2 separate regions of the Mus musculus genome follow, and region 2 is linked to region 1. The links are chromatin contacts, called in public Hi-C maps. All regions are on one chromosome and are shown on one strand. The core of a region is the stretch at or near the end of the contact, and the rest is flanking DNA. Distances in the headings are between cores, read along the strand shown.

Region 1 (5,594 bases), core at 1,805-4,304:
GTGCTTGCCAGCTGCAGATGCCGAGCAACCAGCTACTTCTTGTTCTAGCTGCCGTGACTTCATGACCATGCTTTGACTGGACCACAGAACTGTGAGCCCAATTGGACCCTTCCTTCCTTAAGTTGCTTCTTCTCAGGCATGGTGTCATAGCAACGGGAACTGTAAGCAGTACCCTTGGCAAATGAACAAGCTCTGAATTTTTTAATCATTTCACCAGCCCGCCACAGGTCCTCAGCACACAATTTTAAGGATGCGTCTTCAGGGGTTAATAACAAGCCAGGAAGTTAGTCATCCTTTCTATTTACCATTAGTACTTAGGAAATCGTCATCTTAGGAACACTATTTCTGACATGAGTCATGGGAATCTGTTTCTGTATCATAATGGTTGTAAATATTCAGTGTGGCAGAACCTTTCGACCACGTACTGATGTTTCACTCTGAATCACTGAGAAAACATCTGCTTTTCTAGGGGACGCTTTTCTATAAAATGCCATTCGATAAAAAGACCTGGTGAGTTCTTCTTGAAATGAATAGACCCAGTTACAACTCCCATATTTTGAATTAAGTCAAATATACTGATTCATTTTGCAAGGACTTGGAAATTAACATTATAACAATTGGTTCATTTCAAATTTCAAAGGAGATATTTTCTTTCTTATATAAAGAAACAGTAATATAATGAAGGGTCCATTTGTTCTACTTCATTTTGCCAAGTAACTCATAAAGTAATTCATAAAGTAAAGGGAAAAGTTTACCTTAAAAGAAGAGAAACCACTACATGAGTTTATGAATATTGCCAAAATTGAGGATGTTGGTGATAAAGCTGTCTGCCATGCTGTCTGTCACAGATGATCTGATGGTTGGCCTGGCTACATTTAAATTGTGTAGTAGTAAGTGAGTTGAGTTGATACTCTGTCCTGATGTCTCACATCATTATGGTTTTTGTTTTTTGTTTTGTTTTGTTTTGTTTTTGGTTTTGGTTTTTCGAGACAGGGTTTCTCTGTGTCGCCCTGGCTGTCCTGGAACTCACTCTGTAGACCAGGCTGGCCTCAAACTCAGAAATCTGCCTGCCTCTGCTTCCCAAGTGCTGGGATTAAAGGCGTGCACCAAGATGCCGGGCACATCATTATGTTTTGATACAATGTTGCTGGATTGCTGATTGGTTTGTGTCTTGGTGTTCTTAGGGGTATAAATGCATGTGTGTATGTTCAGTGTACATATCACACACATGGACGTCAGAGGGGCAACACTGGTTATCACTCCACTAGCTCAGGTCTGGTTCCTCTGGAGCCATCTACATCTTTTTAATTATTTATTTGTGTGTGTGTATGTGATGTATCTGCAACCATGAATGTGTGCCATTGTACACACCTAGAGGTCAAAGGCAACTTGTGGGCATTGGTTTTTAAGTTGTCAAGCTTTGTAGTCAGTGCCCTTACCATACCATCAGTCCCACATTGTCTTTAGAGACAGAATCTGCCTTGGAACTCAGCAAGTAGGCTAAGCTGGGGTCCTGAACCCACCCCCCTTTGTCTCCTCAGCCCTGGCACACGTTCCTGCCTAGCTTTTTATCTAGGTTTCAAGATTTGAGTTTCAAACAAAGACCTCTCTAAGTCATCGTCAATAACAGGATTAGCTTTCTGTTCCATGTTCTAAAGCCTCATCTCCCAGATACTGCTGGAGCATCTTTCTGACTAAAACCCAGAAGCAAGGACAACGTTCCAGGGACTCTGATAAGAATTAGGAAAGTAAACAGGAAATACAGACAATTGCTTCAGTTCTTATAAAAAAAGAAAAAAAGAAAAAAAGAAAAAAGAACATTGTGGGGTTTTTTTTTCTTGTTATTTTTAAACCACCAAACATGTTGAGAGATCTTATTCTTAGCAGAATGGAGTTCCAAGAAATTGCAAAGCCAACTGAAGCTGTCCTGCACCTGCGGTCCTTTGACTGTCTGTAGAGTAGAGGGGAGTAGAGTTCTGCTCCCCTCGAGGTGACATGGTATGGAGGCATGGCCAGGGCATCACCCTTTTCCTATGAACTGAACTCTGGTCTTGGAATGAGAGTTCTACTCACCATCTATCTTGTGCGCTTACTACCCATGATCGTGTGAGGGAAGATGGAATTCAGCGTCTCAGGAGACCATGGAAATTCTGTATCCCGTGGAGCTTAGCTGCAGGCTGAGTTTTGAGGGCCATGCAGGATGCTTTCTCTTTCTCTCTTTTCCTGGTGGTTCATGTTTCCCATACTGCCCGCACACTCACTGTGCAGCAGAGGACGATCCTCCTGCATCTGCCTCCCAAATGCTGCCGTTACAGGGGTGTGTGCTTTATATGGTATTGGGTACTGAGCCTAGGGCTTCATGCATGGATACAAATATTCTACTGAGTCACAGCATCAACACTGTGTAGGATTTCAGTGACAGAAATGACACTGGAGGAAAGGGTGGGTGTGGCAGTGGCAGAGATGGGGAATGACATCATGTAATCTGGTGCCTCTGTCCTAAGCAGGGGTTTTTCTCTTTGTCTCTGTCTCTCTGTCTCTGTCTCTCCCTATCCTCCTCCCCTCCCCGTCTCTCCCCTCCCTCTTTCTCTCCCTCTTTCCCCCTTCCCACTCTCCTTTCTCCCTCTACCTCCACTCCTACTTTTATAGCCCAGACTCACTTATACACATGGTAATCCTCCTGCTTCAACCTGTGGATTACTGGGATATGGTACTATGACAACACATATACCAAAAATCGGAAGGACAGAGTAGTGTGAGCCTGCCTATCTCTTCCTTGGCCCCTGTGCATCTTTCAGAGTCGTCCCCTGAACAGAGAAGCAGCTGAGAAAGTCCAGCCGAAGGATGCTCGGCACATTGGTGCATCAACGGTGTATAGATTGCTAATGGGAAGATGAACCAAACATGGCCACGGGATCTCTACATTGTGTTCCTGGTGTGACAGCTTGGCAGCCAACGTGATTTGGTTTCTGTCTTGTTTGTCATTTCTAATCTTAGTGCTTCCCAGTCGGGGAAGAGCAGGAACTGCTTGACAGGAGGAGGAATTCACAAAGATTCCCTCCCACCCCCCGCAAGGTTGTTCCAGTCATCTCCTCAGAGTTTCTGCTTCCCAGGCCCCTGGTCTACGTGTCTGCAAAAGAACAGTTGGCTTAACAATTTTGTCTTCCCACATTTTGGGGGCTATCTTTAGTGGGTGGGAATGCTAAAATGTTTGAAGAAGGCATTTAAATAGCAGCATTCTTTTTAAATCAGAAAAAAACTATATTCACTGTGAATCTTTTTATGTGATACGGAGTCAATGTTTTATGTAAATAATCTTTTTATAATTTACTGGTTAAAAAAACTTACATATATATGTATGCCCCATAAATTTGGAGAATCTAGCCTTCTGGTCTACCAGGGGTCTGTAAAACAACATTCTATCAAATGATCTGTTTCCAGGATGCATGGAAGAGATAAGGTGTCTATGAGAGTTTCTTTTTGTTTGTTTGTTTGGTTGATTCTTCTCATTTTAATTTTTAACAGTTTCATATATGCATATAACGTGTATTATTCACATTGGCTTTCAATTATCTAATAAGAGTTTTAATGAGTTTATTTAAATAGTTGGATTTTTAAGGCCAGAATTTTTCCCAATTTAGATTGAATGTTTTTTATGTACTGTGGATTAATTTTTTTTCTAAAAAATTAAGGGGTATTTCTATAACATACTAACTAACTTCAAAAATGTATATTTAAAGGATGGAGAGATGTCTTGGGAGTTAAAAGCACCTGCTGCTCTTTCAGAGGACCTGGGCTCGGTTCCAGCATCTGGATAGTGACTTACAACATCTAATAACTCTAGTTCTAGGAGATCCAATGCCCTCTTCTTACCACCAGGGGCAGCAGGCATATGTAGCAAAACACACATTAAAAAAAATAAATCAATATAATATATTTAAAATATATTTTTTACCTGTGTGGTATGTATAAATGTATGCATGTAAGTATGTATGCATCTATCCATCCATGCATCTCTTTATCTGTCTGTCTATCTGTCTATCTGTCTATCTATCTATCTATCTATCTATCTATCTATCTATCTATCTATCTATCGAGACAGAGTCTTACTATATTGCTCAGGTTCACCACAAACACACTGTGTAGCCTAAGTTGTCCTTAAACTCATTATGTAGGTCCACTGGCTTTGAACAATTTATGTAGCTCAGGCTGGCCTGCAACTTGCCTGCCAAGGGCTGGGAGTCCAGTTGTGAGCTTCAATGCTTGGTGCAATCATGTACTTTCACACGTAATATTTACGTAAAGTACATATCTAATGCCCAGTCAACTTAAAGACCACGAGAGGAGCTGGAGAGATGGCTCAGAGGTTAAGAGGACGTGCTGTTTGTGATGTTTTGTATATGCTTGACTCAGGGAGTGGCACTATAAGATGTGGCCCTGTTGGAGTGGGTGTGTCACTGTGGGCATGGACTTTAAGATCCTCATTGTATCTGCCTGGAAGTCAGTATTCTTTTAGCAGCCTTCAGATGAAGATGTAGAACTCTCAGCTCCTCCAGCATCATGCCTGCCTGGATGCTGCCATGCTCCCACCTTGATGATAATGGACTGAACCTCTGAACCTGTAAGCCAGCCCCAATTAAATGTTGTCCTTATAAGAGTTGCCTTAGTCATGGTCTATTCACAGCAGTAAAACCCTAACTAAGACAGATAGGGACAGGACTGGGGTTTGCCCGTGTGGATAAGGCAACATTTTTCCATGTGTAACATTGCTCTATTCGCTAAATATAATCGTGAACTACTTGAGTTGTATCTTCATTTCCGTGTCAATCATGAGCCTGGAGTAGTTGATCATTTCCCAGCTTATTACAGATATATTTTGTTGAGGCTTAGTCTGTTGCTATGTGTTGTAATGCTAAACATTGGCACCAATTGCCCCCAGGGATGAGGAGATTCTCATGTAGACCCAAATGATGCTATGTAACCTTGCCTCCCCCTACATTATCCCTAATAGGTGAATAAAGATGCCGAGAGCCTACAGCTGGGCACGAGAGAGATAGGTGAGGTTTTGGTTCCTGGGCTTGGAGTCTGAGGCAGGAGATCACAAGAAGAGAAGAAGGTAGAGAGAGGAGAGACACTATGGGGTAGGTGAGCCATGAAAACATGGCCAATTAGAGTAAGAGCAGCCCAGATGGAACATGGCAAGTTGTAATATCAAGGTTATTGATGGGGAAGTAGACATAATAGCTTAGAGAGTAGATATCTGCCCAGCTCTAGTGCTGATTAAGGCTTATCATAAATATAAAAGTTAAGAAGTGGGAATAAATGGGTAGGGGAGCAGGGCGGGGGGAGGGTATAGGGGACTTTTGGGATAGCATTTGAAATGTAAATGAAGAAAATATCTAATACAAAATGTGGGAAAATAAATAAATAAATAAATAAATATAAAAGTTGTTTTGTCTGTAGTCTGGGAACCGAACAATCAAAGGCAGGGTAGAAATCCCCATTTGAGATTCAGTAATTACCACGACACTATTTCAAGCATTTGAAAGTTCTCCATGCATTATCATTAAGCAAACACACAATGTGTAGGATGC
Region 2 (5,594 bases), core at 1,558-4,057, 120 kb after region 1:
CACATCTCTCTCTCTCTTTCTTCCTTTCTCTCTCTCTCTCTCTCTCTCTCTCTCTCTCTCTCTCTCTCTCCCTCCCTCCCTCCCTCCTTCCCTCCGTCTCTCTTTCTTTCTTTCTTTCTTTCTTTCTTTCTTTCTAAAAGATTTATTTCATTTACATGAGTACATTGTAGCTATCTTCAGACACACCAGAAGAAGGCATTAGATCCCCTTACAGATGGTTGTGAGCCACCAAGTGGTTGCTGGGGATTGAACTCAGGACCTCTGGAAGAGCAAGCAACCAGTGCTCTTAACTACTGAGCCATCTCTCCAGCTCTTCCATTCTCATTTCTACTGTGACATAAAACCTTCCCATCTATACTGAGAAACCTATAGCTCTTTTTCAGCATTGATGAAAGGATTCTCATGAACACAGCTAGAATCAGAAACAACAGATTTCTGAAGTCTGCAGTCTGGACCTCATTATCACCTGCAGGACCCCGGTGGACCAGACGAAAGACAGGCTCAAGTGGGCTTGCTAGGAGTGGCTTGTGTTAGCAACTCCCTCCTCAAGTGTCTCCCACGTGTCACCAACATGTGGCACTGCACAGCAACGGTACACATTTTCCCTGCTAGAATATCCATTCCTCCCTGGCACTTTTCCCTAAATCACCACTGGAATTTCATGTCTCATTAAAGTACATTCCTTTGAGTGAGTAATGACAGCTGATTACGTGTTTGTAATCAATTTCTGACCCACGCATGGCCACCTGCCTTTGTCTTGTTCTGGGGTTTCCTTCCTTGGAAGCTTCTGTCAGTTTACTGCCAGCCTCTGCCTTCATCTTATTCTCTGTACATTGAAGGAAATAAACAAACAAAACAGGAAGATACAGTTTTCCCTGTATGGTCTTTCCAAAAGATCACCCCCACTGTCTTTACTGACTTGATTCATTTTGATAATTTTTGTGTGAGGAACTCTTGGGCTTTTTAAGGGCATTCTACATAGATTTTAAAAAAATTTTTTTTTATATTAGATGGCCACATTTGAGCTAAACTCAGTGTCTGAGTGTTTTTATTGCTGGTAATGGCCCTTCATGGCTTGTATGTGTGTGTGCTTGCACATGTCTATACACACACACACACACACACACACACACACACACACACACACACACTGTCTTAGTTAGAGTTTTACTGCTGTGAACAGACACCATGACCAAGGCAACTCTTATAAAGGACATTTAATTGGGGCTGGCTTACAGGTTCAGAGGTTCAGTCCATTATCATCAAGGTGGGAGCATGGCAGCATCTAGGCAGACATGATGCAGGAGAAGTTGAGAGTTCTACAGCTTCATCTGAAGGCTGCTAGCAGAATACTGACTTCCAGGCAGCCAGGATGAGGGTCTTAAAGCCCACACCCACAGTGACACACCTACTCCAATGAAGTCATGACTTCTAATCGTGCCACTCCCTGGGTGGAGCATATACAAACCATCTCACACACACACACACACACACACACACACACACACACACACACACATTCCTTTAAATTGTTGATTTGAATTCAGCTATAACTCCTGTTCTTGCTGTCTGCTATCCCTGCTGCATCCCCAGAGGGTTCACTGAGTAACGGGCTGATAGGTTCCACAAAATACTAGTTTTGCTATCAAGGTGACTTGTATCTTAGTGCTTGGCTGTCAATTCAATACTCTTGCTGCCAGTTTGGAAGTCACCTCTGTAAGCTTCATGAGAAGCATTTAGCAAGAATGTGTACATACTTTTTTGCAGTGAGTGGTATAGTGAGTAATAGCAGGATAGCCATGGGTAGGAGATTGAAGTTCAAAATGAAACTCTGTTTTATCTGGGACAGTTTCTTTGTATTTCTGACTGTTAATCATTCTCCAAATGCAATCCGTCAAACTTCTTATTTCCAGTAGGGATTTAGTGACGCCCAGGCGAATTGTGTTGCCATCAAGCCCATAAGAACGTAAGTCACATCATCAGGGTGTCTTGACCGTCACTAATCTCAGCATTGTGGGGTCTCAGAGCTATCCCTCTCTTCTACAAACCCCGTTTCCCTCCCTCGCTTTTGCATGACTAAGATCATTCTAGAGTCCAAATTCAGAGGTTCAGGTGATGTCCTTTCTGTTTGTTTGTTTGTTTGTTTGGTTGGTTTGGTTTGGGTTTTGAGGCAGGGTTTCTCTGTGTAACAGTCCTGGCTGTCCTGGAACTGGCTTTGTAGACCAGGCTGGTCTCGAACTCACATAGATCAGTCTGCCTCTGCCTCCCAAGTGCTGGGATTAAAGGTGTGAGTCATCACCACCCAGCTGGTAAAATCCTCTTTTTAAAAGGACGTTATTAAGCCAGTTGATTCTGAGAGCCTAATAGAGACACCCACAGCAGAGATCCAAGCATCGTTTCATTCCATAGCTTCGGATTGAAACTACAAGCCCACACAGGAAACTGTTTGCATCCTGTTGTATGGGTTTTTTTTTTTTTTTTTTTAGCTTTGTTTCCTTGTTTCCCTTTTGGCTTTCTTGTCTGCCGTCATGTGGAGAGGTAGTCTTGGTGTTTTAAAACTCTAACTTTAAAAAATGTCATTGGTGAGCTGAACTGCAGGCTCGTTGCCTTCCTGGTTGCTATGGAACCAAATCTTAGCGAAAGTAAATCATGCCAGGAGCCAGTTGGGGAGGCGGAGAGAAGATGGGTCAGGGCATTCTGATGGTGGATGGCTAGAATCTGGGAGGACTGAAGATGTTCTTAGCATGTAACTGGGAGTGTTTGTCACTTGGTAAGAGTTCGTCTTCTGAGAGAAAAAAAAAAATCCTTGACAACAGGCTTCATCTGCTGATCTGCTGACTGTGAGGGCTTCGTATGGAAATGATTCCTGCAGTCTCTTTCCCAGAGGGATTTGTCCAAATGCATTCCCTTGGGATAGGAGGGAAAAAAATGTGCATAGTACAGAAATAAACTCACTTTTGTCTTAAATGGGTGAAATTCGAGGCATCTTCTTGATTCTGGAAGAAGGCTAGAACAGGTTTAAAGAGCTGATGTGACAAACCAAAGCCAGATTTTATGAACACAGACACATACACACACACACACACACACACACACACACACACAAAACAAAAAACAAAAAACAAAAAAAAAGAAAGGAAGAAAAGAAGAAAGAAAAAGAAAGAAAGAAATAGAAGCTCTTATCTCTAACCAGTAACCATGGTTACATTGGTTAATATTTTCAGCTTGGATTTATATAAAGTGGCCATGCAGCACAGCTTGGCCTGCTGCAGTTGGTCACATGTTTATCTTTCCCCGAGGATTCTGTTGGTAGGTGGCCATTTGCTCTCATAGAAACATGATTGAGGTTGGGGTCACCTGGTGTCACTTTCCCTTGGCATCTGACACATGGGTGACTATGCTGTGTTTTGCTCCTTTTTAAATTTTTTTAATGATTTATTATTTTTAATGTGCATTAGTCTTTTGCCTGCATGTATGTCTGTGTGAGGGGGCATGGATGCCCTGTCACTGGAGTTACAGACAGTTGTGAGCTGCCATGTTGGTTGCTGGGAATTAAACCGGGGTTCTCTGGGAGAGCAACGTCTTAAACGCTGAGCCATCTCTCCAGACCTGCTATTTTCAATCTGCCTCTAGTTTTGGGAGGGTTTATTTATTTATTTATTTATTTATTTGAAAATTTTTCTTAAGTCGACTTCAGTGGCAGCTCCTGAGTAACATATACTTTCAAAAGGCAAGACAGGGAGCTTGGGGCCTGACCATACCAGAAAAGGTTTCTTTTTGAGGTAGTTTTAGTTATATAAAGTGTGTGTGGCCCTCTCATATACCCTACTGTCAGAAATAGAGTCTGATTTCATATCGGTATATATATTTTTTTCTACAAGTAGAAAAAACATCAGAGAAAGGAGTCAGGGGCAGAGGACAAAGGGAGAGAGGAGAGAGGCTTCCCCACCCCAAGGTAAACATGTAGTCTTTAAACCATAATTACATACTTACAGATTTTTACATTTATACCAGATGCCCTGCTACCTATAACACACAGGGATTCTTATTCAGGTAGGTTATGTATTTTAAAAGATTTTTTTGTTTGTTTTTAAATAGTCTAGGCCAAAGCAGGAACCAGTAGACCCCGTGATCAGCCTTCACACGCCCTGGATTCATCCCTGATGTTGTGCATATGAAGCTGAGAAAGGTTTTGGGTTTTTTTTTTCCCATTTATATCCACTGTTCCCATCTCTCACAGGCTAGCTTTTGGGTGGACACTGACCACCTTTCTCCATCACTGGCTCTCCTTGGCTTCATCCTCTGCTGAGGGACATAAGTAATAGAAGGAAAGGCTGATTGGCCCTCCCCCGTGGCATTAGTAGGCCGCGGAAGACTTTGTATCTGTAGATTAACCCCTGTTCCCACAAAAGTACTCTTCCTGACCCCACCCCATCTCTATTACGTGGGCTCCCCCCTTCTTATTCATGTTTGTGTGCATGTGTGTCATACAACATGTGTGTGGGTGCCCACAGATGGCAGAACAGGCAGCTGTGAGCCACCTGATGCCGGGAACAGAACCCAGGTCCTTTGGAAGAACAAGAAGCTCTCTGGACCGAGAGGCATCTCTCCCACCCCCTCTCTCGGATTTTTTTGTAAATTCCCAGTGAGTACTGAATTTCTGTTGCTCCCCAAGTACAGCACGGTTGAAACTTCTGTGTAACATTCATTTTAAAATTCACTTAAACTCTGTGTATTGTGCATCACACGTCTCGGTTTCCATAGGAACAGGAAATGCATCATGCCTCTGTTGCTCACCCCCTCCCTAGTCTCTGCTGACTCAAGGAAAATGTCTGCATGTATCCATGGGTTTTCAGTCACTACACTTGTCCTTGGCATGTGAAGTTGAGGTCAAGAAGTCATCCATTCAGTCAAGTTGATGGCTCGGTGCTTTCGGGTGAGCATGATGGGAAGATCACACCCGTTCTTAAATGGACTTTCGAGTTTTTGAGTATAGTCAGGGTGCATCTGACCACCTGAGACATGTCATGGCATCTGTTGGGTGTCCTGGGCTATGTTAGTGAATGCAGAAGTCATGGCATCAGTTGGGTATCCTGAGCTATGTTATTGAATGCAAAAGACACACAGTTACATTTCGACCTAATCTTTATAAACGAAGAACACGTGCATATCTGGAAATTGGAAGCTTGGGGCCTAGCCTGTGTTCATGAAGACAACTGCTGTGGTCTCTGGGTCATCCTTCAAGCAGTTCAAGCTTGGTCTACTCAGCTTTATGCCTTCCGTATAAAGAGACCCCTTTACGGTGTAATTACAGAAGTGCTCAGGAAAACCAAAGGCTGCAGGGTGTGGCCTGTGATGTGATGGAGGAGAAAGAGCCCTCGGTTTTAATACCTCCCATCTCCGCTATCGAATAGTCAGGTAATGCCTCTGTAACATAATTGCTGGATGAGAACTCCGGGATAGCTTCAGCTCTCCCCAGTTGTTGAGTCCATTAGAGACAGCAGAACAACTGAGCTTCCCAGATCTTCCAGATGGCCCCTGGTCCACTCTTCTAAGTCCTCTCTTGTTTTGATTTCCCTCAGGAGTGCCTCCAT

The links. Hi-C and Micro-C count contacts between places; a contact is called where the count stands out from the background.
Region 2: a contact with region 1 is called in a Hi-C map of cortical neurons, with 2.1 times the contacts expected there. The contact joins two enhancer-like sites. A contact is called at or near these places in 8 of 484 Hi-C or Micro-C datasets (the C3H10T1/2 cell line, cortical neurons, embryonic fibroblasts and 4 more), 1 of 115 datasets of contacts at active chromatin or transcription factors (embryonic stem cells) and 1 of 9 other capture datasets (embryonic stem cells).

The regions. Positions count from the first base shown.
Region 1 is chr10:69,507,582-69,513,175 of GRCm38.p6, forward strand. No RefSeq gene overlaps it. Among named protein-coding and RNA genes, the nearest start is that of Ank3, 23 kb to the right of the region's middle. Within about 2 kb of position 3,055, at least 10 of the 459 cell types and tissues checked have an H3K27ac peak or open chromatin away from gene starts, as enhancers often do. A contact at or near this core is called in cortical neurons, where this site is marked.
Region 2 is chr10:69,628,309-69,633,902 of GRCm38.p6, forward strand. All of the region lies in intron 1 of Ank3 (ankyrin 3, epithelial), which reads left to right. Among named protein-coding and RNA genes, the nearest start is that of Gm33464, 68 kb to the left of the region's middle. Within about 2 kb of position 2,808, at least 10 of the 459 cell types and tissues checked have an H3K27ac peak or open chromatin away from gene starts, as enhancers often do. A contact at or near this core is called in cortical neurons, where this site is marked.